Regions from separate parts of the Mus musculus genome. Here region 1 is linked to region 2. A link is a contact called in public HiChIP or PLAC-seq data. All regions are on one chromosome and are shown on one strand. Each heading gives the region's core, a stretch centred on a gene start, on an enhancer-like site or on the middle of the called end of the contact. The rest is flanking DNA. Distances are from core to core; before and after follow the strand shown.

Region 1 (7,319 bases), core at 1,786-4,285, 390 kb after region 2:
TCTTCAGGTATATCTGAAGTCAGCTACAGTGTACTTACATATAATAATAAATAAATCTTAAAAAAAAAAGAAAAAGAAAATAATTTTACCATTGGGGAGTTATCAGAACATGAACTGTCTTGAAGTGTCAGAGCATTAACAAAGTTGAGAACCACTGTCCTAGAATGTCCAGAGGGCATGTCCAGATGACATTCTGACTTTTTGTTTTGTTTTGTTTTGTTTTCCGAGACAGGGTTTCTCTGTGTAGTCCTGGCTGTCCTGGAACTCACTCTGTAGACCAGGCTGGCCTCAAACTCAGAAATCTGCCTGCCTCTGCCTTCCAAGTGCACTCTGACTCTTAAGATTTATTCTCTAGAACCCAAAGAATGCCTCTCTGCTGCCTAGGGGTAGAAAGGACATAGGTTTTTGTTTTGTGTATTTTGGTTTGATTTCTGAGACAGACTCTTCCTATGGATTCCTGGTTGGCCTAGAACTCACTTTGTAGACTAGACTGGCCTCATACTCAAGAGTTCTCACTGCCTCTGCCTCCAAAATGCCAGGACTAAAGGCATGCACCCTTATACCAGCTTCAATCCTACTTTTAAAACATACCTTGGATAGGGGTGGGATGGTGCTGGCGAACACCTTTAATTCCAGCACTCAAGAGGTAGAGGTTGTTGGATCGCTGACTCTGGTTTACAGAGTTGAGTTCCAGGATGGCCAAAACCTTGTTTCTCAAAAGACCAAAATCAAACCAACCAATCAGACCAACCAACCAAAACAACAAAACAAAACAAAAACCCATGCCTTTAATCCCAGCACTGGAGAGGCAGAGGCAGGCAGATCTCTGAGTTTGAGGCCAGCCTGGTGGTCTACAGAGTGAGTTCCAAGACAGAAGTCCTACATAGTGATACCCTGTCTCAACCAAACCAAACTAAACTCAAAATGACAAGAGTTTCAGCAAGTTACCTATGCTGGCCTTGAACTTTCTACTCTCCTGCTTTAGTGTCTTGACCAGCAGGTGGGTTTATAAGTGTGTGTCACCATACGTAGCTTGCACCAACAGAGATCATTATACATTTTCTTTTGTTCCTCTGTAGACAGATTAGATCGCAGAGGTGACCTCAGACCTCCCCTCCCATTTTTCTGATAAACAAGCTTTGCCGAGGGTGACAGTGTGCACCACACACTCATCTTTTGGCCAGCTTCCTTGCAACCTCAAAGCACTCACGTCGTCATTAAAAGAACACCATCAAGGGTCCCGGTGAATTTCCAGAAGTATGCCTGAAAAATGAGATGTGCTACTCTGAGGGCATCATTTTTCCTTCCTTCTCTCCTTCCTTCCGGAATGTGAATGTGATGGGTTGAGCTATGGCAGTCAAAAGACGCCTGGAAGACATCTCCAGATTCAAAAATAAATTCTGGGGGGCTGGAGCAGAAGGGAGCCGTTCCTACTGAGGATGTGGGTTTGAATCCCAGAACCACATCAGACAGCTCACAACCACTCGTAACTCCAGCTCTATAGGATCCAATAACCTCTTCTAGCCTCCACAGGCACCTAAACAGATGCACATGCACGCGCGCATGCACACACTCAAAAATAAAACTTGAAAGAAAGAAAGAAAGAAAGAAAGAAAGAAAGAAAGAAAGAAAGAAAGGAAGGAAGAAAAGAAAAGAAAAGAAAAGAAAAGAAAAGAAAAGAAAAGAAAAGAAAAGAAAAGAAAAGAAAAGAAAAGAGCAAGTCCTATTAGTCTTTTCTGTGGAGAGAAGGAAGAATCAGGTAATTATATGATTAAAAAAAAACAATCAAACAATCAAACAAACCAACCAACCTTCCCTTGCTTCCCCCCTGTGAATAGGTAGGAGAGTGGGTCCAGTGTTCCCCTGCAGAGGCAGGCTTTGTCCATTGACAATCAGAGACCAGTGTGTTACGAAGCTGGACTGGGAGAAGGCTACTCAAGGGACCCAGGCACCTACTCTTTCTTCTTTGAAGTTGTTAGGGAGTTTTCAGGGATGGGAAGAGATTAATTTCCGGGGCTATGCTTAGAATATTGGTTCTATAATATTGATGGGCTTTAAATAATGCACATGTCTTTGTAAAACGCCATGAATTCACCCAAATGTCACGCTGTCACAAGACTGTCTCTTCCCACCCTTCCTGCTCAGGTGTATTTAGTGCAGGAGGCTCTGAGCCCTGGGCTCTGCACAAACCTGACTTCCTAGCCTTACACCACACTCCTCAAAAACTGCCTGAGGCTGCGGATGTGGATGTGGCTTAACGCTTGGAAGAAGAGTCTAGCAAGCAAGAAATCCAGGGCTGCTGGGTGCCCCCCCCCCCCCACTTCCCCTCCTTTCCTCAGAATCTTGTGGCTGGTCTTCAACTTACAGCAATCCTCCTGCCTCAGTCTCTGTATTCCTGGAATTGCAAACCTACATCCCTGAACCCAGCCAGCTCCATAACAGCCTTCTCTATTTTGGTTCTCCATACTCTTTCTCTGGAAGTTCACAGAACTTAGTTTGGGGAAGCCAGAGTCTACAAAAGGACGGACTGCCTACATACATAGAGTCCAGGGCATCCTTAGGGTCTAGGGTCCTCTCAATGCAAAGTGAAGCTCAAGTCCCCTCTCCACATGTGGTCTTGTACCTACACCTCACCTGGTCCTAGTCTCTGGGGGAGCAGTCTCTGTATCAGCCACTATGTTGCATGTAGGAGCCCAACTCATGATCTTTACGAGGGGAAGTCACAGGACAACCTATGTTCTTGGTGCCTGAAGAGTGGACAACCTCCCCCCACCTCCCATCTTTCTGAGCTCGTGGCTGTCTGACACCTGGTCTCGTGACCCCCACCCCCACCCCCACCCGCTAGTCTCCTCAGGTCCCCTCGGGGCCCCCAGATCTCCCTTCTCCCTTCCCTTCCCTTCGTGTCCCCTCCCCTGCCCTCCCTGCCTTCCCTCCCTCCTCCCCTCCCCTCCCTACCCCTGAACCTGCGGGCTCCGCCTTGGAACAGCAGGCGGGACCGAATCCACCCCTACCCCTCCGCCCGGGCCTGGTGGCCCAGTTCTTGGCGGTAGCGACGACATGCGGCTCCTGTTCCTGGCAGTACTGAGGCCTCACACTGGCAACGCGGTCACAGCTGGGCGCCTACGGTATGTTGCGGGGACCTGAGCATCCCTCGCGTGGGGATGCCGGACTGGGCCGGGCGCCGGAGCCGCGCGTGCACAAACGGCCGGGTTGTAGGCGCAGGTGCGGGCGCGAGGGGCTGCAGCTCTGATTCCAGCTGCCTGCTGCCCTGTCTGGCTATTGTGAGTGCCCTAGGATGCCGCAAAGAGGCCGCCTGGGCCAGCGCTGGGACGCGGGGTGGTGGTGGGGGAAACCAGAGGCTCAGCAAAGGCCTCGCTGCAGACTTGAGCTTTGGGCAGAGTGGCCTGGGATGAGAAGCGGGGACCCACGTGGCTGGAAAGACGCAGAGTCCCGGTGCATCGGATGCTCCAGCACGTGCGGAGATTCAGGGTCCGAGTTCCGTGGCTGCTGCCATTCCCTCCCCCGCGCCCGCACTTCCTACCTGGTTCTCTTCTGAACGCTCAGCTTATTTTATTTAATTAGGCCTCTTTTTGCTTTGTATGTTTACCTGGGACGGAAGCCTGGAGCCAGGACAAGGCAGGGAAGGCGGGTCCATTCACCTCTGGCCATCTGGTTGCCTGGATCAAACCGGGCTGGTCTGAATCATTGGAAAAGCAGACACTTACGTGCCCGTGCTCACTTGCTCGCTCCCCCCCGCCCCCCGCGCGCGCTCTCTCCCTCCCCTTCCACTTGCTTCAAGACATTTCCCAATGGCTCCCCCCCCCCCCCCGCCCCCAGTGGGTATGTTTCCTCATCATGGGAAAGAGCCGTTGAGTCTTCAAGCTAAAAAAAATGTTACAGTTCCTCTCAAGATCACAGTGAACAACCAAAGGCGGGCAGATGCATACCTGAAGTTTCCCCGGAGTGGTGATAGTGTTGTGATTGTGTGAGATTCCCCTCCCTCTAATTCAGTCACTCTTCGGGCTCTCTGTGGACTGAGCTCTTTCCAGTAGAAAAGTGCAAGTCATTTACAAGGAGAGTAAACACAGGGGTAAATCATTCCAGGGCGATTGGGACCATGGAGCAAATAAAACCATGCTGGGGTGTGGCCAATTTGATAGAGTGCCAGGCAAGCATAGGTGAATCCCTGGGTTCCGTTCCCAGCAGTGCATAAACCCAGGAGGTGCGGTTGTACATGACCACATGCTGATAACCCCAGCCTTTGGGAGCTGAAGGCAGGACCATTAGAAGTTCAAGGGCATCCTCTGCTACTGTCAACTTCCAGCTACTTGAGAGCCTATCTCCAAAGCAAAGCAATACCAAAACAATATAACCTTTGCGTTGGAGGGGCTCCTTCAAGTGATAAGGTCCAGGCTGGGCTCTCGGCAGAAGTAGCTTGTAAGCTAAGATCAGAGGGAAAGCACCCACAGGTCCCGAGGCCAATGTTAACTTAAGCTGTTCAAGAAACAGAAGGTTGGCGAGACAGTTATCCAGCTGTCTTGTGCACATGGTAAGAGGAAGAGATTGTATTTGCGATTACCATTTAAACATTAAGCACCTTTAGCTAACATTTGACTGTGTGGGTGGGAAAGGTCCAAGATTCTCCGGAATGACTTGATCACGGATGAATGAAATAGTGGAAAACATGCCCAAATGTATCATGTGCATGGAGGTCGTCACAAAGTAGAATCAATCGCTAACCCAGAAGTTTGTATGCCCCTTCCCATGGGGGAAGAGGGCTTGGAGGATGTGTGCCATTCCTAGGGGGATAGTCTGTGGTTAGGGAAGGCCCTGGTGGGCTTAGTGAGAAGCTCGCATAGCCTTGGAATAAAGTTGTAGACTCACAGATCAGTGATTGACTGTAAATGATTCCTTCAGAATATTTATTGGGTGATGCCAAAGTCTGAAGCTGACCTCCTATATTCCCATCTCCTGTTCCCTTCCTTTTTTAAATCATTATTTATTTTTATTTTTTATGTGCATTGGTATTTTTTTTTAAAGATTTATTTATTTATTATATGTAAGTACACTGTAGCTGTCTTCAGACACTCCAGAAGAGGGCGTCAGATCTTGTTACAGATGGTTGTGAGCCACCATGTGGTTGCTGGGATTTGAACTCCGGACCTTCGGAAGAGCAGTCGGGTGCTCTTACCCACTGAGCCATCTCACCAGCCCCGTGCATTGGTATTTTGCTTGCAAGTATGTCTGGGTAAGAGTGTCAGATCTTGGAGTCACAGAGAGTTGTGAGCTGCCATGTGGGTGCTGGGAATTGAACCCGGGTCCTCTGGAAGAGCGGTCAGTGCTCTTAACCACCAAGCCATCTCTCCAACCCTTTCTTACATAGAGCAAGCAAAGGACAACAACAAAATACAAAGAGAATTTCTCTTCCCCAAAGTAGTCATAGAAATCTGAGCCCTCTTTCCCAGAAAACAACCATAAAACCTGAAAATTCTACCCCCATTCTTTTGAAACTGACACTCTCTGCTTGCAGCATAAGAACTGACTTTCCTAGACAAACGTCACGTCTCCGGGGCTGGGAAGATAGCTCAGTGAAGAAGAGTGCTTGTTGCCAAAGCATATGGATCTGAGTTCAAATCCCACCACCCATATTAAAAAGAGGGGTTCAGGTATAGAGAAAAAAAAAAGACTCAAAAGCACACAGTTTTTGCAGCAGCTATGTCTAGAGGCTCACAGCCACTGGTAAGCCAGATCCCAGGGATCCAACACTCCCTTCTGGCCTCCTGGGAATCTGTGCTCACACCATCCCCACATAGACACATACAAGTGCACAAAATTTATATATATATATATATATCTCCAAGCACAGTAGGATATACCTTTAATCACAGCACTTGGGAAGGCAGAGGCAGGTGGTTCTCTGAATTTGAGGCCAGCCTGGAATACAGAATGAGTTCCAGGACAGCCAGGGCTACACAGAGGAACCCTATCTTGAAGAACAAAACACTAAAGTTTCTATGAGGCTGAGTAATTAGAATTTAGTGATTCTGAGTCCTTTCATTGGCTTGGTGAGGACTGGTGGTCATGAATCAGGGCATCACAGTGTGACAAGGCAGCTAATCTGCCCGAGTCAGGGTTGGGCATGAGGCTGGAAATAAGGGCAAGGTTTTTGTCACAAAAGGCCAAGAACAGCCATAAAATGAAGGTAGTGTTAGCTGTAGGATGGCAGGTAAGAGGGACTGAACCTGTGTCCCATGCGTTTTAGAAGCAATGGGGGCTGTTGGTAGAGTGCTTATGGCTCATCTGGTAGAGTGCTTGTAGCTCAGAGTACTTGTGGCTTAGTTGGTAGAATGCTTGTGGCTCAGGGTGCTTGTGGCTCAGTTGGTAGAGTGTTTGTGGCTCAGAGTGTTTATGATGTAGTTGGTAGAGTGCTTGTGGCTCAGACTACTTGTGGCTTAGTCGGTAGAATGCTTGTGGCTCAGGGTACTTGTGGCTCAGTTGGTAGAGTGCTTATAGCTCAGAGTACTTGTGGCTTAGTTGGTAGAGTGCTTGTGGCTCAGGGTGCTTGTGGCTCAGTTGGTAGAGTGCTTGCTTAGCAGACATTAGGCCCTGGGGTCCACCCCCAGCATTGTGCATAATGGGTGTGGTGGTACATATGTGCGATCTGATCAGGACTTTGAATGCGGAGCCTAAGGATCAAAAGCTTATGGTGATTCTCTACTAAGTAAAGAGTTCACATGAGACCCTGTAATAAATACATACATAAATAAATAAATGGAAGCAAATAAATACACGAGCAGGCAAACAGAGTGTGGAAGAAGGCAGATCTTTGTGAGTTCAAGAACAGTTTAGTTTACTTAAGTGAGCTTTAGGCCAGCCAGGGGCTACATAATGACAGTCTGGAAAGAGAGAGGGACAGGGAGAGAGGAGGAAAGAAAGAAAGAAAGAAAGAAAGAAAGAAAGAAAGAAAGAAAGAAAGAAAGAAAGAAAGAAAGATAGGAAGGAAGGAAGGAAGGAAGGAAGGAAGAGAAGAGAAGAGAAAGAAAAGATGGAGAGACGGTGCAGCAGTTAATAGCACTTGCTTCTCTTTTCAGAGGGCTGAGGTCTTGTTCCTATCACATCAGGCGGCCCACAGTCAGCTGTAACTCCAGCTCCAGGACATCTGACATGGTTTTAATCTCCTTGGGGCACCCACCCATTTGTGCCCATACATGCACAGAGACATACACATAAAGACATTAATAAAACCACAACTTTTTGTTCGTTTGTTTTTTGAGACAGGGTTTCTCTGTATAGCCTTGGCTGTTCTGGAACAGGCTCTG
Region 2 (6,985 bases), core at 560-3,059:
AAAAATAAATAAATACAGGAAACTTTGTTAGCCAGGGGGGAACCTGCGGGTTTCCCAAGATAAAGGGACCAAGGATCCTCTCTCCCATGTGTTTGTTGGATTTAAGTCACGTGGCAGATTAAAGGAAGTCTTAAAGCGGAGCTTGCAAAAGGAAAACTCTCTTTACTTAGGTCTCCTTCTGTTTGTTCTGGAGGCATCAGGAAGGGAGATGTATCTAAGGTTCAAGAGATTGGAGGACATGACAGTAGGTGCCCATATGGTGATTCAGGGTGTAGATGTGGAGGTGAGAACCCCTTGGGGTTTTAAATTCTTGTTCCTATTATTGAACGGGAGATAGTGGATGAAACAAACTCCATCCCTCAGTCTGAAATAACGGGCTGTTGCACATCTCCTTTGCTAAATATTTGAGTTTTTTTTAAAAAGTCATTCTCTAGAGACTTCCAGACTTAAAAAACAAAAAACAAACAAACAAATGATTAAGTCTGCCTTCCCCTCTTGGGGCTCATGTGACTTCGTTATTGCTTCCTAAGGATGTGTCTACCGTGGCTTAGTGAGCTGAACAGTAGGGCCTGCATCACCTAAATATAAAGTGGCTGCCTCCCTGGCCTGTGAGAGCCCAGTTGCGTTTTGGGTGCAAGCTAGTCTCCAAGGTCTGGGCTCCTTGGGCTGCTTCTGCCTTCTCCTGATCTGGGGGTTGGAAAGCTTGCTTCTTGCCCTGGTATTTCTTCTACAATCACTGTTTTTGAAAGCTTTTCCAAAGGATTGGTCAACAGGATTCTGTCAGCCCTGGTTGGGAGAGGGACCACTGAGCCTATGCAGCGTGAGGCTTAGAACAGGGTGGGGATCCCCAGGTTTGGAGAGCTAGTGGCAGATAGAGGCTCGCGCGTGCATCCTGAGAACCTTTCACTTGCAGACCCAAGAGGGTCTTTGTGCAGCACACTGCCCAGGCTCCTGGACCAGCAGATGAAACCCTAGGGCTGGTAAGCCTAAAGGGACATGGCTAGAACCTGGTGACCAGAAGGGAGTGCTGGGAAGTCAGGAGAAAATGGGTTCAGGGTGTGCAGAGAAACCGCTCTCACCGAGGCACATCTGAGGCATGTTTTTTTTTGGGGGGGGGGAGGGGGAGGTGGAGACATGGCGTCGCTGTTTTGTTTTAACCCTGCACAGTTGATTTTTTTTTTTTAAAGTACATTGGGTGAGAGACACAAAAGAGTCTCGCCTTTGCCACATGCCCCAGGCCGGTTTCTAAAGACAGTGGGGTTAGTCAGCGCGTTCCCAAGCGCAGTGCACGCGGAGCACACATCCGAACACATCCCACTGAATCCAATCTTTCGCTTAGATAGTTCCTCCACAGCTGCACGTGGCTTTGAAATCCAGTTGTCTCCAGCCCTCAGAAGAGGAGGACCTAATGTTGTAGATGGGGAACCGACGGCCCCGAGTGACCGTGAGGGGTGGGGGGAGCAAGTCGCAGGGAGCAAGGATCCAGCTCCATCCTGCGTGGTGAGCACCTGGGCAGAGCCGTCTTGCAGGACATGGTTGCGCGGAGGCAGGAGACTGCGAGGCGGCCGATCAGCAGCAGGAGGAGAGGGATTCGAGGTCTCTGAGTCTCTTCGTCCTCTCTCTGGGTCTCCCTCCCGAGGCCTGCGCTCCGGGAACCTCTCTGGCACACAAGCATCCTCCATCCATCCCTCTGGCCGCGAGCGGGGGCCGGAGGTGGGCGGATCCGGAGGGTGTAGTGGGCGGGCCCGAAGTGGGCGGTCCCGGGGGCGGGATCAGCAGGACCGCGGCTGCAACCCGAGAAAAGTTGTCCGGACCCGTTCAGGAGCAGCCGCCGGAGCCGGAGCGCTGCCGGGGGCGGCCCCGGGCATGGGGCAACCGGCGCGGTCCCGGGGCTGGCGATGGATGGCGTGACAGCGGCCACGATGCGCTCCGAGGGCGCGGCCCCGAGGCGGGCGGCGCGGTACGGGGCGCTGAGCCTGGTCCTAGCCACGCTACTGGGCCAAGGTAAGGCGGGCGCTGGCGGGGACCTCCAGGTCCCCTAGTAGGCTGCGGGAAAGCCGGGGCGAGGGTGGAGAGAGCGGCGCGAGATCCGGGTCCCATCTTAGAGCCTCCATCTACGGAAACAGCGGACACCAGCCTCAGCTTGGAGCATTAGAGTCAGTGCTAGGGATCCTCCGCGGCAGCCCACCTCGAAGCCCTACTGCCTCCCTCCAGGAGAGCGGGGGGGGGGGGGGGGCGTGGTTGCCGGACTCTGGGTCTGGGCTACACCTTGACTTCTACATTGGGCTACACACCCGGGACTCGGTGCAGCTGCGGGACGCGGGGAGGACCCTGGTTTCCCGCGGCCCCTTCCCCAGCTTTAGAGAAACCTGAGACTTTCCGCCCTACATTAGACCGAACGGTGGCATTGAAAGCATCGGACCGCTCTGGTTTCCAGCGACTCGCCGTTAGGCTCCCACTTCGGTCCTTTGCTCCGGGGGCCGTGGGAATCCGGACTCTGCAGGTTTCTGGAGACTTGTGCAAACCGGCTGACGCAGCCTGGCCAGAGCGCTCGCTGCTGCTTAAGGTCGCTAAGTCATATTATTACTCTTCTGTGAGCCCGGTCGGCGGCAGGCAGGACTGGAAGATCGGAGCCGCTGGCTTCAGGCATTTAGGGTCCGCGAGCTACGGGGTGCGGTCGCGGGGGCGCCCTGAAGGGGTTTTCGCGTGCGGTGGGTTAAGCCCGGATGTTCCCCGGAGTCCTGAGCCCTCCCGCAGCGAGGCGGGTTCAAGCTCAGCCTTTGACACGGACTGGACTGAGGATTCGCTCTAATCCGCCCCGCACAGATGTCGAGACCTCACTCCTGTCCGGGGTTCCAAGGATGGGCTGGAAATGTATCTGGGGAGACAAGTTGACAATTGGCGTTAAAAAGTAGAATTTGCTTTACAAAAGTCTCTACTCCACCATGTGAAACCAGGGGATGCCCCTTACTCGAGGAGCAATTCCCAGACAAACCTGCCATGTACGCTGTGCTTCCTTCCAGTGGGTCCTGTTTCCACAGAGCCCCGGGTAAACTGGGGTGGGGGGTGGGGGTGTTGGGAGTGGGCTTCCCCCCCCCCCCAAAGAGCAGAAATTCAGGAGCCTTTACCTGTGTTCTGCTATTAGCCCAGAGGCGGCTCTCGGTACACACCTCCCCGCGGATTCTGATCACCAAATGGCTTAATGGGGAGTTAGAAAGAAAGAGAGAAAGAGACCCAGATTTCGCTTCTGACTAAGAAGCGGCTGTTATTGCGGTGGCCGTTTTAGACCTTGGGCTGGCTGGCGATTGAAGGCGCTGGGGTGGGGCTGGCATGGTGGAGGTTGCAGGGCTGGGAAAGCCCATGTGATGCAAAGCGCCCCCCTCCCCACCAAGACACCTGGATTTGCTAGACTTCACCATGTTGGGGGTGGGAAGTGGGGAGGGCTTCTAAGGTTGGTTCTGGAAGCCCGTCTGCCAAATGTGTTTTCACTTTGTATGGCTGATGAAAGCTACAGTTCGTCCCCGGTGTCTTCCTAACCCAGCCTGGTGTTTACTCTGTAAGATGTCGCGTGCGTGCGTGCGTGTGCAAGCGGGTGTGTGTTCGCACCTATGTGTAGAGACAGGAGATCAATCCTCGCTGTCTTCCGCAGTCCGTCTCCACGGAGGGTTTTTTGTTTTTTTCTGAGACAGAGCTTCTCATCTGGCGGGGAAGTTCCCTCATTAAGTTCCTTCCAGCCCTGCCCTGTGCATTACTGCCTCCTAAGCGCTGGGAAGCCAGCCTGCTTCACCTGCCTCGCTTTTCTGTTTTCCTGAGTCTGGGATTCAGGTCCTCCTGCATACACGCGCATGCGTGAGTCTACCCCTGAGCCACCTCCCGGCTCCTCCACAGCATGTTTGACAGAAACAAACACCTTCTCACCCTTGTTTAAATTTCCACTGTCTTAAAAACAGCTATGCCACCAGGGACTTTGACTATACAAGGGTCTCTGCGCATGTTTCTGGAACCTTGGAAATCTGTCCAGTCATCGGCCACCAACCAAGTGTGTGTTTTTGACGGTTAGTTCTGAAGCTTTGCAACACATCAGGGGTTACAGAAAGCACAGTTGTGCTCTGGAGTTTTCATAAATAGGACAGTGCATTGAAAGGAAGGGCTCTCTCCCTAAGGCTCCCTTGAGCTGAAACACCCGCTTCTACACCCGTCAACCCTCAAAGGCAGGTGGAAAGGGTTGTGGGCTTCTGATGGCTTCTGATTAGGTGGACGGGCCCCAGAGACAGCTGGTTTGGGCTGTGGATTCCAGCTCACCGGAACCCGATGGAAGGTCCACTGATATTGAGATGTGCACACGGCCAGGTGGACCGAGGCCTCTATGGAGGTGTGGGCTGTAAGCTGTACACGGACGAATCAACGGTGGTGAACGAAGCTCAGGAGCCTTCGATTGGAGGAGGCTTTGGAGAATAGAAATAGCTTTAAGATCAGTGTTGGCCACTGAAGGAAGGAAGAAAGGAATGATAAACACTTCTCTGGCCTCTTAGCACTCTGGGAATTACCGGTAAAAAAGGTTCTTCTCCCCTGCCCACGGCCATGCTGTCTTTGGAGACCAAGACCTTGGGCCATCCTTTCTCATCTGCCACACAGCATCCCCCTGTGTGACAGATGTTCAAAGGTCCCTGGAACCCCCACCAGGCTTTGGCTTGCCCCTGTTCACCCCCCCCCCAACCTGGCTCTCATCAGACTTGGACTATCCACAGGATGCTTGCAAAAGACTGCAGATTTTCAGTGTTTTTGTTCGTTTTTGTTCTTAATGGGAGTATTCCTGTAATTAAATAAAATACATTTATAGTTTTAAAAATGGGAGAAGTCACGTAAAAATTCATTTTCCCCCCTGTAGCATCTATGTCAGGCTCCTAAACTACACTGCACAACTGCATACAGATTATCTGAGTAAATTACAAGAAATGATCTTCTATTTGCCACAAGCTATACATAAGCTTATTTTTTTGTTTTTATTGTTGTGTATTAGTGTTTGCCCATATGTAAATCTGTATACTATATGTGCAGTTGGTTCTCTTGGAGGCCAGAAGAAGGTGTGGGATCTCCTGGAACAACAGTTACAGTTTTTTTTTTTTTTTTTTTGTGCTACCATGTGGGTGTTGTGTTCGAACTCAGGTCTTCTGGAAGAGCAGCCAGTACTGTTAACCACTGAGCAATCCCACCAGACCCTGGTTATCCCCTTTGTTCTAAAGCCAAGTTTATTAAGGAAAAAATGCATACAATGAAATTTTCCCATTTAAAGTAGATAGTTATAAGTTTTGACAAACATATATAAATGTATCAACTTTTGGATCATCTTCAGAAACCCTGTACCATCTCCTTTCACCATCCACAGTCCCTGACGTGATTTTTGGTCTCTGGACATTTCCTGTTTCCATAACACGGTGATGGGCTCACACTGTGCCTGGCTTTCAGATCTGCTGCTATCAAATCAGCACAGTGCCTTCCATACTCAGCTTTGCCTCAGTGACAGTGGGCATTCCTTTTTAATGCAGAGTAATATTCCCTTGACTGACTGCAACAGTTTGTTGCTCAAATGAAGGACTCCGGGTCTTAGCAATTATGGAAAATTTGTGAATATTCAGAGACAGGTTTCTAGGTGGTATGGATTTGTTCCTCCTGGATGAGTATCTAGGCCTTGGGTGATGCTGAGTGATTTGGTAACTTGGACATTTTGTTTCCCTTCAGCCAGGTCATCTGTCCCACTACATATTATTGTTATTTGGTTACTTGGAATAGCCAAGTACTACAAATTACTTTGGGCTGTTGTTGTTGCTTGGTTGGATTGTTGGGTGGTTGGGTGGTTTTTGGTTGTTGGTTTTTGGAGACAGGGTCTTTCTATGTGGTCCTGGCTGTCCTGGAACCCTCTCTGTAGACCAAGCTGGTCTCCAACCCACAGAGATCCACCTGCCTCTACTTCCCAAGTACTGGGATTAAAGGTGTGCACCACCACCCGTTCTTCTTTGGGATTTTAAAACTATTTCCTCTTGGTGTGTGCATGTATCTATGTAGGTGCACACACGTGGAGGTCAGAGGGCTACCCAGAGGACCAGGTTCTCACGTTTCCACCCTTCAGATTCCAGAGGCAGAACTCACAGATTGTCAGGCTTGGTAGCAAGCCGCCTTACCTGCTGAGCCCTCTCACAGCCCCTCTGTAGGATGTTTTTACATTTTATGTTTTCTTGACTACTTTGGCATTTAACTTATCCTCATTCCTATGGCATATAAGGTGGGTCTTAGCAATTATGGATTTCATGACTGTCCATACATCTCCTTTGGTGAAATGACCCATTCAAATATTGCATACCCACTTTAAAATGGTGGTGGTTTCCTTTCTTACTGATGGTCTTTTAGGCAGTGTATGTATGTGTTCTAGACATGAATCCTTATCAAGCTGTGTTTGGAATATGTTTCTCTCCAGTTGTCCTGGGAAAATCAGATTTTAAATCTTAATGAAAAAGTCTCTTAACAATTGTGTCTTAGTTGCCAATTCCAGAAAATCATCCCCTAAGCCAAGGTCACAAGAATCTCTAGACACTGGGGCCATCAAGTACATGTGAGTTCAGTACCCTTGGAGGCCAGAAGTGGTTGTTAGATCCCTTGGATCTGTACTTACAGAGGGTTTCGAACTGCCATTCAGAGCTGGGCGTCAAATCCAGGTCCTCTGGAAAAACACCCGTACTCTTAACCACTGAGCCATGTTTCCAAGTCCCAAATCATTGTCTTTTGTATTTGCTGTTGATAGTTTACGAAGTACATACAGTTGGGCTTTCCTTTGTTTATCGAGTACACTAATCTCTGTCTTTTAATTACCATGTTTACACCATTTATATGTAATGTAATTATCTGCACATTTACATTAGGAGCTGACACTGTGCACACTGCTTCGCTTCAGGTCCTTTCTGCTGCTTATTCTTCCTGTGTCTTTTTCTGC

The links. HiChIP or PLAC-seq counts read pairs in DNA pulled down with a chosen protein or histone mark.
Region 1: an H3K4me3 HiChIP or PLAC-seq map of embryonic stem cells shows a contact between it and region 2, with 15 read pairs. The contact joins the promoter of Glt1d1 here to the promoter of Tmem132c in region 2. A contact is called at or near these places in 2 of 39 promoter capture datasets (frontonasal cranial neural crest and hippocampal neurons), 2 of 484 Hi-C or Micro-C datasets (both in embryonic stem cells) and 5 of 115 datasets of contacts at active chromatin or transcription factors (embryonic forebrain, embryonic limb bud, embryonic midbrain and 2 more).

Annotation. Positions count from the first base shown.
Region 1 is chr5:127,629,227-127,636,545 of GRCm38.p6, forward strand. Glt1d1 (glycosyltransferase 1 domain containing 1) reads left to right here and starts at 3,036. Exons shown (of 12, transcript NM_177005.4): 1 at 3,036-3,125. The coding sequence starts at 3,058. It also overlaps a transcript of Slc15a4 not described here.
Region 2 is chr5:127,240,017-127,247,001 of GRCm38.p6, forward strand. It overlaps Tmem132c (transmembrane protein 132C), which reads left to right and starts at 1,810. Exons shown (of 9, transcript NM_175432.3): 1 at 1,810-2,004. The coding sequence starts at 1,899.